2 separate regions of the Sus scrofa genome follow, and region 1 is linked to region 2. A link is a contact called in public Hi-C data. All regions are on one chromosome and are shown on one strand. Each heading gives the region's core, a stretch centred on a gene start, on an enhancer-like site or on the middle of the called end of the contact. The rest is flanking DNA. Distances are from core to core; before and after follow the strand shown. Region 1 holds the start of ANKRD12 (ankyrin repeat domain-containing protein 12). Region 2 holds the start of VAPA (vesicle-associated membrane protein-associated protein A).

Region 1 (3,198 bases), core at 513-3,012, 560 kb before region 2:
TGGAGTTCCCATTGTGGGCTCAGCTCATTAAGGACCCGACCTTATCTCTGTAAGGATGCAGTTTCAATCCCTTGCCTCAGTGGGTTAAGATAGGTCATTGAGGTAAGCTACAATGCTGCTTACATCCTTGTTGCAGTGGCTGTGGCGTGGGTTCCAGCTGAAGCTACAATTCGACCCTTAACAGAGGAACTTCCATATGCCAAAAGCGTGACTGTAAACAGAAAAAATTGTTTCCAACTTAATTTTACATGAATTTTTTTTAATATACAGATAGTGCTCTCTTCAAGTAGTCAACACAGTGCCTTGGATTACGATTGTCTTTTGAGTTTTTCATGTGTTCAGTGATTTTTTATGTAATAAGGTTGTGTGTATACTTGCCTTAAATTATGGTTAATTTCAGCAAATTCAAGATTAGCTACCTTTCAGTTTTGAACTGAAACTCGTTTACCTCTGTAGAAATAGCGAATGTTACAGCCACCTACTTCCTATGACAAGGAATCAACGATTTGAAGAGAAGTCAGAAAAGAGTTGGTTACTTGTATGTTTCTTTCCTTTGTATTTCAAGCCATAAATATCCAAATTAAATGTAACAGTGTTCCACTTCTAGCCACAAGGTGCTCTCTTACTAGTCATACTGAACCTGAATGTGGGAGAAATGAGGAACCTAGGAAAGGAAAAAATAATGATCTTTAATGCAAGTTTGTGCTTTATATAGTTATATGTTTGGATTCAGCTTCCTCCTGTCAAGTATGAAATACATCATATGCTGACTTAATGACATAAATTTGTAAATGCACTCATTAAGTCACAAAGGCAGCTGTAGTTTTAAAGGCCACAACCATAGGGAGAAGATGGTTTCCCTCCAATTACACAACCCTTTTGGTCGTTAAAGGCATGCGCAAATTCTCGCGGATTAACCTCGATGTAAATAAAAAACGTCCTGAAGAAACTCAGACTGAAATGGTTTCCCTCCGATTATGTAATCCCTTTGGTGGTTAAATAAGGGCATGTACAAATTGTCGCGGGTTGACCTCCCGAGGAAGTCAGGGTGCCGAGGCGGCGAGTTCTCCCCACGCGCTCTTCTACAGCCGGGCAGTTCCCGTGGGTGGCCTCTCGGAAAGGATAAATGCACTTAAACTCGTCTGATAAGGTCATCCGAAAGTGTCGATGGGGAGGGGCGTACTGCAAAGCCTATGCCATCCCCACAGGAGATGCACGCTGCCGCGCTTGCAGGACGCGCGCCCAGGGCCCCGCTTGGAGCAGGTGAGGGGTGCGGCTGGGGCCCGAGGGGTCCCTGCTCCCACAGGTGCGGCCGGCTGGCGCGCAGGCGCACTACGCCCGCCTGGCCGGACACCCGCCTCCGCCTCCAGCCGGCCCGCTGCTCGCTAACTCGGCTTCCCGCCCCGCAAAAATAACGTGTGAATACCCTCTGTGGACAGAGCCTCTTCTTCCTCGCCGCTGCCTCCGCCGCCATTTCCAGAAGTGGCCAGTCACAGCCACGGCCATGATCGCCGCTGGGCGCGACCTCCGCCCGCGCCGCTCCCCGCAGGGGTCCCTCCCTTCTGGGGCAGAAGACAGCGGCGCGCGGGGTTCCGGCCCGCACCCCCGCGTCCATTTGGTACGCCCCGCTCCCCGCCCCCGGCTCGGGAAGCTTCTCGCGGCGCCGCCACAGCGGCGGGCCCGGGGAGGGGGGTGGCGAGCGGAAGGGGCGGTGGGCGGGGGCGGGGCGGTCACGCCGCCCATCCCGTGCCCGCCGTGTCACGTGCCCGTGCCGCGGCCAATCGCCGGGCGGCGCTGTGCGGGGAGCGAGCAGGCTGTGGTGAGGGACGGCGGAGACCGGAGATGTTTTCGAGCCCGGCCTCGGCGGCGTTCGTGGCGGTTACGGCGACAGCGAAGACCACGACAGAGACGGCCGCGCCGAGGCCCTCGTACAGGGGGTAAACCCTCCTGCGCCGGCCGTGCCTTGGGTCCGTGAGGGCGAGGGGGGCGTGGCGACAGGCGAGGAGGAAGGAGGGGCGCGGTTTCGAGCCCCGGCCCCGGCGCCCGGGAGGAGCCCCCCAGTCGCGCCCGCTCCCGTCCCCTCGGCAGAGCGAGGTAGGTACGTGCCCGCCGCCCCGCCCACGCTAGCGGGACGGGGGCCGTAGTCGCTGCAGGCGGGAGCTGCTCGGGCGGGGGGGCGGGGGCCCGGGCGGACGGACGCCGCGCCGCTCCCGGAACATGGCGGGGCCGCGGAGCGTGTGCGTGCGAGGGTGCGCGGCGGGAGGGGGCGGGGCTGGGCGGGGCGGGGGGCGCGCCGGCCGGGGCCCTGCCGCCGGGTGCGCGGCGGGGTCGTGTCCGGGCGCGGCTTGGCGGGCGCGCGGGGCCGGGGCTTCTGGAGCTCGGCTGGGCTAACTCGGTGCGACGCCTGCTCCAGGATCCCCAAGCGTTGAGTAAACGCTGGTACAAAGAGGCCGCCGAAGCCTGGCTGACAGCTGTTTTAATAATAACAGGGAGGGACAGTTTAGCACGGGAAGTTGACACTCGCACCGGTCGAAACCGTAGGAAACCTTTCTAGCAGCGTACCCATCAAGATCGGTTTCCACTAGACTCCCGCGCCTACCTTGCCAACGCGGGGAAATGGGTTGGGGTCCAGGCATCTGGAACGCCTTGGAACCGCCTCTAATCTTCAAGTAGAAGTGGACCAGTGTTATTTTAAGACGGTTTATGTAAATTATAAAAGAAGGCGAACTGGTAAAATAACTACTTTAACATAAATTGACTGCTGATTAAAAACATATGCTTCTTTAGGCCCTTAAAAATCTTGAGCTCTGATCTGTTTCAGTTTCTTCAGTCGTTATACAAAGGGTTTCCTGGAGATTAGCTCAGAACTGGCAGAACATACGCTACATTGATGCCAAGTGGCTTAAAAAACAAAATGAGATAGTGTCGACTGTGTAAGATCAAGTCGTTGTATTAACTAGTCTTGTTGGGAAAAGTCTTTAATTTGGGCTAAACGCAAATACATGTAAAAATGTTCCGTAGGCAAGAGGGGACGGTTTTACTACTTAAAGATCATTTATAGTTGACACAAGCACTGACTCAATTTCTAAAGGTCCGCAGACGGTTGACTAAGTAAGGTCAAGCTTAACTATTCAGGGTGTGTGTTCTGTTTTAGAGATAGGAAGAGTGTTAAAGTGAAGTAAAAAATGTTAAGGAATA
Region 2 (3,444 bases), core at 801-3,300:
GCCTGGGAACTTCCATAGGCCGAGGGTGTTGCCTTAAAAAAAAAAATAGGGCACTATTTAAGGATGGGTAGGAGATTCTGGAGGACTCTGAGTCATTATTAATGCTGTGCTCTAAAACAGTAATGGAATTATTCCAAAGTAGTTTTGTATATTCTTAGACTACCCTATATGTAGATTCCTTAGTCTTTAGACTCTACGTAGATGACTTTTTAAGCCATACAGCAAAAAGAAAAGTTCACTCCAAAGGTGATTACTGCAGCAGCCAGAGGTTTCTTAATGACAGAGATGTACAAACTGGAATACATCCAATTTAGGTTTCGTCCTGAATTGATCATGATCACAGCCATTGTCCCACAGGGAGAGCTTGGTCAAACCTGCAGCATGCTGGGCCTGCTAACTGGGCTTCCCAAATGCTTGCTGGGAAGAGAAGTGTCCATCTGGCTGTAGAGGAGCCAGTCCAGCCAGGCTAACTTTCCCACAGATAAGAGTTCTTAGGCAAGAAAAAAAAACAATCTGGATACACCTCGAAACTAAACATATGAGGGACAATATCTTGTGGAGCTACTGTCAATTTCAATGTCTCTTTTTGTTGTTTGTTTTTTTAACCTTAAGCCCTCCTTTGATAAACGGGTAATTTTTGTATTCTTTATAATTGAAATTTCAAAGTAACTTTGTGGATAAAAGGTAACCAAAGGAGATGTAAATTTACACATGATTTTTGAATATTTCAGTGCTTCTATCCTCCAAAGTTTCGGAGATGCATTACCCTCCTGTAACAGAGGCTAGTGTGATGCTAGGTTAGCTGTTCTGCAAAGCTCTTCCTAGAGGGGCGCTGATACCTGGACCGCAGTGAAAACATTAACACTGTGCCTAGCCTAGGCCATCGTCCCATTTGCCTCATTTGCTTTCTAGACAGACTGGGCTGCTCCTTCATGGCAGCATCAATTTGTCCTTTGTTCTGTGGTGCTTCCTAGGGATTTAAATTCGCAGTAGCATAACGATTTACTTATGGCACATTTCATGTTCCTGCCCATGATTACGCTGGCAATCGGTTAAAGATGGGTCAGCAACTTGGCTGTGGGTTTTTTCCCCCTTTGGTTCGGTTTACCAGTCTTCCGTAATGATGCAGACAGAATTCGTTTCCAACCTGTGAACGTGACCACTGTTTTGGTTTGGGCTTATCATTACCAGTCAAAACTGAAGAACAGAACTACAGCAACGAACGCTGCAGATTTTGACTTTTATTTCCAGTTTGATACGTGTGCCTCGTCAGATCCACAACGACGCGTCTGCTTTTTAAAGGAGGTGTGTTTCTTCCTCGGCTTTCGCATCACTGGAGAGAATTGAGGAGGCAGGAGAGTTCGGACTGGAAAACGACTGGGAATTCTGGCTACCGAGGAAGGGATGAAGAGAATTAGCAAAATGATAGATCCCCACATGTTTTTCATAAGGCATAGTTTATATTTCTAACCAGGTGAACCTTGGGTCGAGCTCCAAAAGTTCTTACTTCTCTTTTTTTAGCGCAGATGGAGACGCTCTCCGAGAACCAAAGTGAGTCTTAGCGCACCCCATCCCCTTTGCCTTTAAAGGACCCCTCTCCTTCCCGCCACCCACAGCAGCTACTACAATTCCCGGCAAGCACTGTACAGCGCCGCAGGGGGACCAGGCCGCGCGGAGACTTGCCCCGCGCGGAGCGTGCTGGGAGTTGTAGTCAACGAGCCTTGCTGCGCCTTCTGCTGTTAGGCATTCCAACTTGGTAGGTAGTGATGCACTGCAGTAGCAGGTTCCTCGCTGTCGTAATCGCAGTTAAACGTGACCGAGGATTGCGCTCTGCTGCCCTGCGGTGCGCGCCGCATCGGTGCCCTGGAGCCGAGCTCCGCCCAGGTCCACACCCGCTCCCTTGACAGCCGGGCCGGGCGTCCAGCTTGGCCCGGCCAGTGGCGCGCAAGCGCAGCAGTCCGCGGCGCGCCAAGCCGGCGTGGAGGGCAGGCCCTGCGCGAGACGTTCCCGGCCGCAGGGGCGCGCACGTAAGCACGCAGGAGCGTCACGTGGGGCGCCGAGGATCGCAGTGCGCGCGGCCGCGGCGGCTGGTGTGGGGTTGAGTCAGTTGTGAGACCCGGAGCTGCGGACCGGCGGGCGGCCCTCCGAGCCGGCGACACAGCGGTGGGCGTCGGGTTCGGGAGCCGAGCGCTGGCCCCGCGTCGACCCGGGCCGAGCCGCGCCGCCGCCCCCCGCCCGCAGCCACCGACCGGCCGCCGCGGGCGCGCCCCCGCTCTCCGCTGTCTCTCCGATGGCGTCCGCCTCCGGGGCCATGGCGAAGCACGAGCAGATCCTGGTCCTCGACCCGCCCACAGACCTCAAATTCAAAGGTGGGCTGGCGGGCAGGCGGGCGGGCAGGGTGGCGGCCGCGCCCGGGGCCCCTTCCCCCTCCCCCGCCGCCACGGCCCCTCCCGCGCGGGTGCGCGCGCCCCCGCCCCCCGCCCGGCGAGGCCGCCGCCATCTTGCGGCCCGCGGGCGCCTCGGTGCGGCGGTGGCGCTGGGCCCGGCCGAGCTGGGTCGGGCGGGGCGGGGCGGGGCGCGGCGGGGCGGGGCGGGGCGCGGGCGGGCTGGAGGGGGCGGCTCTGAGCGGTTCCCCCGGGAAGCGAACCCCGCCTGCGGGACAGTGTATCTGGGACTTGAGTTCCCGCACCGAGGACTAGCGCAGGGATCATGCAGGTGTGGCCGTTCCAGGGCTTGAAAGAGCAGCCTTACTGCCCTGCAGGGTTGCGTCCTGGAGAACAGCCATTAGGTGGTTTTCCTTGGGAGACGTTTGGGGTAGTCAGGAATTCTAAAGTGTTGCGTTCTGGGGTTTTGACAGCCGTGTTGTGTAACTGCCTTATTTTGCAAGCTCTTCAGTGTCTTCAAATTTCTTTGAATGGAAATGTCAGGGAGCTGCTTGTTAGGTAAGGAATTGATCTTAAGACAACCCCACGAAGTATTTTGAGAGGAATAAAGTACATTTTATTGTGGCAAGTTTGTGTGTGCAGCCTGATTTTACATGGTTTTCGCTGATAAAGAAAACACACCTTTGGGGAATCATGAAATGACCCAACTCAAATAACTGTTAACTTAGGATGGAGGAGTTTAGTGTGTGGTATGTGTTCTTTCGAGAATTTAAGTATTTTGCTTTGATTTTTTGGCAGGCGGAGTTTACAGAGGAAGTTTCTTCTCCTGGATAACCTGTGTGTATTGCCGCTAGGAGCTTAGACGCCTTTAACATGAGTTTTAGTTCAGGAAATATTCCTAGAGTTTGACACTTTCACAGTTGTAATGTTTTCATAGTAAGAGACTATTAGTAACAGAGAAGTAAGTTAAAAAAACAATCGTAGACTCTACACAGTGACGTAAAATATATTTAACCTAGTTAAGATATTGAAGAATTATTGGCTATGATATAGAACAGGT

The links. Hi-C and Micro-C count contacts between places; a contact is called where the count stands out from the background.
Region 1: a Hi-C map of skeletal muscle shows a contact between it and region 2, with 5 times the contacts expected there. The contact joins the promoter of ANKRD12 here to the promoter of VAPA in region 2. A contact is called at or near these places in 2 of 5 promoter capture datasets (fetal liver and liver), 3 of 47 Hi-C or Micro-C datasets (heart right ventricle, liver and skeletal muscle) and 1 of 2 datasets of contacts at active chromatin or transcription factors (skeletal muscle).

The regions. Positions count from the first base shown.
Region 1 is chr6:98,813,291-98,816,488 of Sscrofa11.1, reverse strand. It overlaps ANKRD12 (ankyrin repeat domain-containing protein 12), which reads left to right and starts at 1,762. Exons shown (of 12, transcript XM_021096065.1): 1 at 1,762-2,094.
Region 2 is chr6:98,252,878-98,256,321 of Sscrofa11.1, reverse strand. It overlaps VAPA (vesicle-associated membrane protein-associated protein A), which reads left to right and starts at 2,050. Exons shown (of 7, transcript XM_021096053.1): 1 at 2,050-2,369. The coding sequence starts at 2,291.